2 separate regions of the Zea mays genome follow, and region 1 is linked to region 2. A link is a contact called in public Hi-C data. All regions are on one chromosome and are shown on one strand. The core of a region is the stretch at or near the end of the contact, and the rest is flanking DNA. Distances in the headings are between cores, read along the strand shown. Region 1 holds the start of LOC103635268 (glucosamine inositolphosphorylceramide transferase 1). Region 2 holds the start of LOC100272688.

Region 1 (3,836 bases), core at 518-3,017, 460 kb after region 2:
GGGAGAGAGAGACGCCGAGGGGAGGGGGTAACGGTGCCGGTCGGCTTCAAAGCCATTAATGGCGTTCAAGGAGCTTGAATGGAGGGAGAAACATACGAGTTGAATCTCCAATAACTCAAAGACGAACGGTCGGCGGGGTCGCTTGGACTTCGGACGCGGGCGGGACTCGGCGCAGGCGGCTGCTCATCGGGGTCTGGGTCGCGCACGGCTGCGCAGGTTCCATGGGCGCGACGTCGGCAGCGTCGGGGCAGGGCGCCGGTCGGTGTCCTGGCGGTCGGCTGCGCGGGGCACCGATGGCTTCGGTCCTGTGGCTGGGCGTGGGGCGCTGCTCCACGGGCGTGGGGCAGGGGCGCTCGGGTGCACGCGGGTGGCGCGGGGTGCCGAGGCCGGGTCCTGGGCGGCGCGCGCGGGCAAGCAGAGAAGAGAGGGAGGAAGAGAGAAGGTGGGGCCAGGGGGTGGCGGCGGCTGCCAGGGAGAGGAGGCTAGGGTTAGGGGCGACAACTCCTTCTAGTTGGGCCCCTAGTGGGCTGATTAGGATTAGGGTTTTGTTTTTTTTCTCTTTTTTTTCTTTTCTAATTTCGAAATACCTATTCAAATAATCATAAAATTCATAATAATCAAACCAAAATTATTTATAAATAAAATATTAATTCTTAGACTAATATTTATTATATTATTTATGTAAATTTAAATTTAAGAAGAAATGATATTTAATATTCAAAATTAATCATGAGCATAAAAAATCATTCTAAAGGCAAATAAATAACGAATACTTAAAAGAAAATTAATTATCATAAATATCATTATTAACTAAATGCACTATTTTTATTTAATGATTTTTATAGTGTTACAAAGGGTAAATTGATTGCTAAAGTGCGGAAGTTTTGATGACGGGAAAGCAGCCGAAGCATTTTGGGCATGTCCCGGAAGCTACAGAAAATCATGGCAACGACAACCAAAGATCGAAGTATTTAACCGGGTAAAATCTGGTCTGAAATTTGTGTGGTAGTAGAAATAGAGCGGTCACATCATTAGCACAAAACGGCCGTACTAGCGTCCGAACAAATGCTAGTGTCTGGACACAGTTCTTTCTCGTTCACCTTGCTCGATGCTCGCTCGCTGGCGACCTCACCACCGGCCGTCCATCCCCGCTGCTGTTTGCCGATCCTTTCCTAATCCCAGTCCGCCGGTGACCTAAACTTCCACTTTCGTTCCCGCCGTCGACAGTTGACACCGTGTACCGGTTGTCACTCTTTCCTCGCTCGCTGGCCGCGCCCTATCATCGAATTTGCCGCCGGACAAACTATCTCTACTGCCAGGTAGTCCACCGTCCTCGTAAAGGCGGCTGTTTTGACTCTAGAGAAACAAAAATAATGTAGAAACATTAAAAGTCGATACAAATTAAAACTAAGCGAATATGTTATCTAATTAAAGTTTAGTTTATATCACATCAGCCGTTGAAATAATTGAAATAGCGCAACGACGGAGCTCCCGCAGTCCCGCGGACGGGACGCGCGGAGGAGGCCGCGCTTGCTTGCGGGCGAGCCCGGAGTCCGGAGTCCGGAGGGACGGATGCCCACGTTATATCACTTTCTTGGACAAAAGTCATTATCAAACTCTGGGAAAAAAATCAAAGATGTTTGAAATAGCGAAGACAAATTCGGAAATCGAAGACCGTGCTGCATCCTGTCAAACATGCCGTCACCACCGAAAACCCCTCACTCCTTTGGTCGAAGCAGTAGCGCGGCATCCAAATGACCCCCTGCCGTCCGTCCGCTTTGGTCGTCAGCCGTCGCGCCTCACCTCCCCGGCAAAGCAGGTCGCCACTAGGACCGCGAGGAGGCTCTGGCTCGCTGCCCGATATATTGATTAATTAATCGCCCGTTAATTGCCCGCTAATCCTCTGCCGGCCGCTGCCGCCTCGCTTTTTCTCGCTTAAATAATTGCCTAGTCAAGCTGATCCAGCTCGGCGGGCTGCGGGCGGACTTGGGGAGACAGACAAACATACAGAGAGAGAGAGAGGGGCAGAGGCAGCCCGGGATCCGATCGGGCGGTCGATGCTACGGCCGGTGGCGGGCGTCGTCGGGGCATGGCTAGCCAGGCTGCGCGGCGAGGAGGCGCGATGAGACCACCGAGCAGCGGCGTGCGCACGGCGGCCGCGCGGCCGCCGGCCGCCTCGTTCCTGCTGGCCACGGCGGCCACGGCGGCGCTCGTCGGAGGGTTCTACTTCTGGTTGGTGGTCTCGTCGTTCCGGCTCCCCGACTCGGGCGCCGTCGGGTGCCGCCCCGACGGCGAGGGGTCGTGGGCGGTCGGCATGTTCTACGGCAGCAGCCCCCTCGCGCTCCGTCCCATCGAGCTGGTGAGGCGGCGTGCGGCGCTCACCGCTCAGCTTAAAAACAGCTCCTTTCGTGCGTCGTTGTGGTGTGTGAGTAGGTTGACGCCTCGAGTGCTTACTCTTGTCTGGGGTGTAATTTTGGTGGCCAGGAAGGGAGGAGCAATGGCAACAGCTCGGCGTGGCCGGTGGCGAACCCCGTCCTGACCTGCGGGACTGCGACGGAGGCGGGGTACCCGAGCAACTTTGTCGCCGACCCGTTCCTCTACGTCGAGGTGAGGCAGAGGCACTGCTGCTGCTTGTTCTGCCGCTCCTCCCCGGGGTGGAACTCTGCTTCGCGTAGATGTAGGGATGGTTTGCAAATTGCCTAAGCTATGGGAGCAAATCAGTGAGAAAAATAATAAATTCAGGCTCGCTTACTGAATTGGTGATGTCGCTGTATTCGACAATTCAGCACCCACGCAGGGCTTGAGGGTTTAGTGTTTGGTTTTTGGATACTTAAGAGGACACAGATTAGTCAGGCACATAACAGATAATGCTGTTTGGCTGATTGCCTGAATACCATTGACAGTGTCTTACTAGCGTGTGAAAAAAAATTTGTAACTGCCTTGTCTCAGTTGAGGCATACAAAGTTAGGCCCACCATGTAGTGGCTGCTACTCTATGATGTGCAGTATACTACTAGTATGTAAGCATGGTTTGGGATGAACTAATATCCTATGATAAGATAGTACCCAGGGAGTTTTAGTTCATGAAAGGATTCAGATCTAGTTGAGATAGACACCGAAATGTGCTTTGCTTAGGTACATAGGAAGCTTGAAACCATTAATCTAGAAGTTGATCTGTAAACAGGTACCACTTCCACTATCTACTTGTCAATAACATCTTTCCTTGGTAGAATATGTATAACCACGCAGGAGGAGAAAGTTTCTACAAATGCTATTTATCAGACTAAATGCATTCTTGATAATTATTTGCTAGGTTTTGTCCAATGAGTAGCATTCTTAAGTTGAGATACTATTTTCCAGGCTTGCATTTTCGCCTGCTAGCTCTCATTCTGATACGCTACTATGCATCTCCTAGGGGGACACACTATTTATTTTCTTTGAAACAAAAACAACAACCTCAATGCAAGGTGATATTGGAGTTGCAAGAAGCTTCGACCAAGGTGCAACGTGGGAATTTCTTGGCATTGCACTAGATGAGGCATGGCATCTGTCATATCCTTTTGTGTTCAAGTATGAGAACGAGGTAGATTCTTTAACTTCAAATCTACTTGACAGAACAATAACCATCTATGATGATGTCCAAATACTAACTCTCTCTCTCTCTCTCTCTCTCTTCTCTCTCTCTCTCTCTCTCTCTCTCTCTCTCTCTTAGATTTATATGATGCCAGAGGGAAACAAGAAGAAGGAGCTGCGCCTTTATCGTGCTACTAAGTTTCCCCTCGAATGGACATTGGAGAAGGTTCTTGTCAATAAGCCACTTATTGATGCCTCGTTAGT
Region 2 (4,196 bases), core at 1,325-3,824:
ATCCCAACTAACCAAATCTTTTCTTATCCTAACTAACCAAATCAATCTAACTTATTCTTTCCTTATCCTAACGGCTCCACTTGCCATAACAGTATTATTGTACAGAGAGATATTAGTATCTGCAGAACTGCAGTGGTTCATCAAAATGAGAAATCAATTCCCAGGCACAGGAATTGTATATCTCCCACAACTTAGAACAATATATTCAACCTTAAATGCACATAATGAAACATATAGATCAGATGTTTGCATATCAGCTCAGTAAAGATGACATCACTAGAAGCTTGCAGAATAACTTTTGGTTCTTTGTATGCCACACAAGGTGATAGCTGTAAGAGCAAACTATTGCAACTTACTATTACTTCCTCTGATCATACATATAAGTCCATCTAAGTTTACCCTAAGTCAAACTATGTCAACTTTGACCACAAATATAAAAAAAATGTTTATTTAGAATATTAGATTTTTCAACACAAGATTGACAAACTAGATTCAGTATGGCAAATTTAACTCCTTTCATTTGTAATATATTAAATTTTAGAAATATTGCAAGGCAAATCTAAAAAAGGTTTAACTCGGGACAAACTTAGATGGACTTATATTTGATCAAATGTGTTATTTATGTAGCCAACTGGTAATTCCAATATTTCATTTGTGTGCTGCACTTCAACATGCCTCTAGGAAAGGATATATCACTTATCTAGTGTGTCAGGCATGCAGCCATGCATCTCCACTAACTAGTTACATTAAAAGAAACTATTGAGACAACCCTCAGCAGCATGAGAAAGACAGGAAAGGAAAACGCCATGCATGTGCATCATTGATCAAACTAATTTTTCATCATTCTCTAGTTACGAAACACTCTAGAGGAAACAGATATAAAAATGACAGCTTGAACTTCCTCTAATTCACAAACAAAGCCAAATGCAAAGCATGACTTGCCTGCAATGCTATACAGCTATTCACCTGTAAGGGCAGGGTTATTAGTATTAAACAGAAAATAAAACAAGTGTTAAGCACATAGCATTACAAAGCAATTCAAGTTGTCATACAAAGCACATGAGATTGCAAGCTCTAGAGAAAATCTTCGACACGGCACATAAATACATTATTACTGCTAAACCATGTGCAGAGAAAGTTGAATCTCACCTTCCACCATTGGATGAATTATTACTGTGCTGTTGCCTCAAACTTTTGAAGCATATCACAATGTGGTGTCTGGTATGACAAGCCCCATTGGCGACGCTGCAGCTCGACCCTACAATTCTGTGTGATTATGGAATAATAATCCCTCTCAACATGCCGCTCCACTGTTGCTCGCTCAGTGCTTTGGTGTGGATACTGCTCCTCAAAATTAGACATCTTGACATAGTATGGAACTCCACGGGGGGTTTGGAACTTATGCTCATAAGGGTAGGAACGAGAGAGCGAGTAGACAGGCTCCGAGGATGGCAGAAAGTTGAGCAACAGCAGCAGTAGGACAGGCAACAGCTGAATAAGCATCCTGACAGGTGAGCCACCAGTGCTTTGTGTGCCGTGGGCATGCATCCCACCAGTCCTGAAATGGAAAGTTCTAAACTGTCCAAACTGCCTGGTGGTGGCAGGCGCCATACCACCAAAGAAGAAGTTTCTGAATACCTCATCTGGGTCAAAGTCATCCTCGTAGAACTCATTGTATGCACGGGCAGTGGAGGCCCTCCTGTGGTGTGTTACTGGCTCATCCGAGCCAACAAGGTCGTAACGTTTGCGGCTCTCAGCATCTGTCAGGCACTGGAAGGCCTTGGAGACGGCCTTGAAGGCGTCCTCTGCGCCAGGGGCCTTGTTCTTATCGGGGTGCACCTTGAGCGAGAGCTTCCGGTAGGCCTTGCGCACGTCCTCGACACTGCAGTCCTTTTCCAGGCCGAGGATCTGGTAGTAGTCCCTGGTGTGCTTTTTGACCTGGCGCACGACCTCGAGTTGCTCTGCGGTGTACTCCCTGGCAGCAGGAGTCGCCTCCTCCTCCCTATTCTTGCCCTTGTGCTTCCTCTCTCTCAGCCCATCAGCCTCAACTGCCTCCGATGCCCCTGCTGCGGCAGTTTGCGGTGGTGAAGACGGCGGGGGCGAAGAAGCCTGGGAGTCGCCTTCGGGGTTGAGAAGGGAGGTGAGGAGGTCGTCGATGGGCAGCGAGGGGTCCAGGCGCTTTGCCTTGGACAGGAACTTGATGGCGCGCGCGCGGTCGCCGGCGTCGAGCGCGCCCTTGCCGATGCGCAGGCACTTGGCCGCGTCGTCCTTGTTGCCCTCCATTGCAGATCTGGCCGCCGCCGTCCCCGGCCGATCGAGCCGAGCAGGCGGGCGACCGAGATGAGCTCACGCAGCAGTGGCGCAAGGACCGGCCCCGATCGGATCTGATCGGCTCACCTCAACCCAACCTAAGACGATACAATCGACGCGGCGTGTATAGGAGGATCAGAAAGAGGAATCCGAGTTTGGGGTACGAACCGACTGCCTAAAGAAAGAGAACGTAGTCGATTACCGGCGAGGCGACGTGGAGAAGGGTTCAGGTGCGGCGGATCGCCGGAGCCGGGGGACGCAGGGAGGAGGGGGGAAGGGGATATGGCGAGCAACACCGTGCGACGACTCGACACCCGATTTCTTTTCGCTGGTTGGGTTTTCTCTTCCATATTTGTTGCCCTTTTTCCACGCGTTAAGGTCGGAGGAATACAACCACACGCAGCATTCCGAAACGGTCGCCGATGGTTCGATTTGATATTAATCCATTTATGTTAGTTGTGATTGAGTCGATTTAAGGCTCCTTTTGGTACTCTTGTCCTTAAAAAATAGCTTCCACTTTATTTAAAGAAAAAGCTTTAGAAAGAACATCACGTTTTGTTGAATAGCTCATCATATGGTTTTTCCTACGATATAGCACCGACTAGAGAAAAACATGGGCAGTTTGAAGCTCCTTTTTACTCTCGGCTCCTATTAATTTTTAGAGAAGCTTTTCTCTTTCTAGGAAGAGCCTATTCAGTGGCGGAGCTACTTTCCAGCCTGCCTAGGCACGTGCCCCGGCTTGGCTCCGCCGATTGCCACGTAAGGGTGGCGCGTGGGTCAGAGGCGGATGGCATGGAAAAAGATGCAGGGCACGCTTGCCTCTAATCTCTAGAGCTTTGATAGGACGTGGAGAGTGTTTGCCTATATAGCTTCAGTACCAATGTGTGGATTGTTGGGGACTTGTTCTCAAATGCTATGAGTTAAGAACAAGGCAACACAGAAAATGTTAATCGGTAAAGTCCTTCGTCCTTCGAAACATTATTTCCCTTAGGATATAATGATTTTCAGACGAAGGTTATGAAGGGCGTACCTTTATTAACACAGCATACAATGACGAAGAATGAATCATAAGGAGTATGAAGAATAATATAGACAATTATATATTATTATCAACTTATTTTTGCATTATTATTATGAAGAAACAGAAATGACATTGAATTACAAATGTACCTTCAGCTTGGAAGGGGATGAAAATACAGGTGTGACACAAAAGCAAATGCCAAATCAGCGTGAACAGTAAGGGGGTACTGTTCACCTATTTATAGGCACGGGACACAGCCCATACAAAATTACATTCATGCTCTTTACATTTGATAATAATTCTATAGTAATCCACCGAGGTCTGAATAGCCTTTTCATCTTTAAGTCGGTTTCATTTTCTGCTACCACGTCGAAGCTTTCCCGCTCACATCTTCGGCGCTGTATTAACCTTCGTATTATTTTGGGCTTCTCCTACTGTGATACCGACTCGAGTCCGAAGATACCTGTTCACACATTATACTCCAGAAATACTGTTAAATTCTGTTTTTGAGGACCTTCGTACGCCGAAGGTCCCCAACAGTAGCCTCTCGCAATATTAATTTGTTTAAAATAATAAATTTAGATTGCGACATGAACGAAGGCTTTAAGCCGAAGGTCCGAAAAAACATCTTCCCTTTGCTAGAATAGCAACATTCACTGACAGGCGGGGTCTTTCAATTTTCAACGCACTGGGCGTATAAATAAGATCATACCGCAAGCTCATTTGGCACGCTCTCTTGCCATCTGCTCCCGCTCATTCAATTTTTAGCTCTTGCGCACCAAGATTTGCTTAGCTTTTTAAGTTTTGAAGCTTCGGCATTGAAAACAGTTTTTTAGTGTTTCCGAAGATGTCTGAAGATAAGAAG

The links. Hi-C and Micro-C count contacts between places; a contact is called where the count stands out from the background.
Region 1: a Hi-C map of bundle sheath shows a contact between it and region 2, with 3 times the contacts expected there. The contact joins the promoter of LOC103635268 here to the promoter of LOC100272688 in region 2. A contact is called at or near these places in 2 of 25 Hi-C or Micro-C datasets (bundle sheath and leaf).

What each region holds. Positions count from the first base shown.
Region 1 is chr8:63,563,241-63,567,076 of Zm-B73-REFERENCE-NAM-5.0, forward strand. LOC103635268 (glucosamine inositolphosphorylceramide transferase 1) reads left to right here and starts at 1,768. Exons shown (of 4, transcript XM_020542424.2): 1 at 1,768-2,359; 2 at 2,485-2,607; 3 at 3,415-3,582; 4 at 3,712-3,836. The coding sequence starts at 2,090.
Region 2 is chr8:63,103,915-63,108,110 of Zm-B73-REFERENCE-NAM-5.0, forward strand. LOC100272688 reads right to left here and starts at 2,575. Exons shown (of 2, transcript NM_001147144.1): 1 at 1,150-2,575. The coding sequence starts at 2,283. The coding sequence ends at 1,171.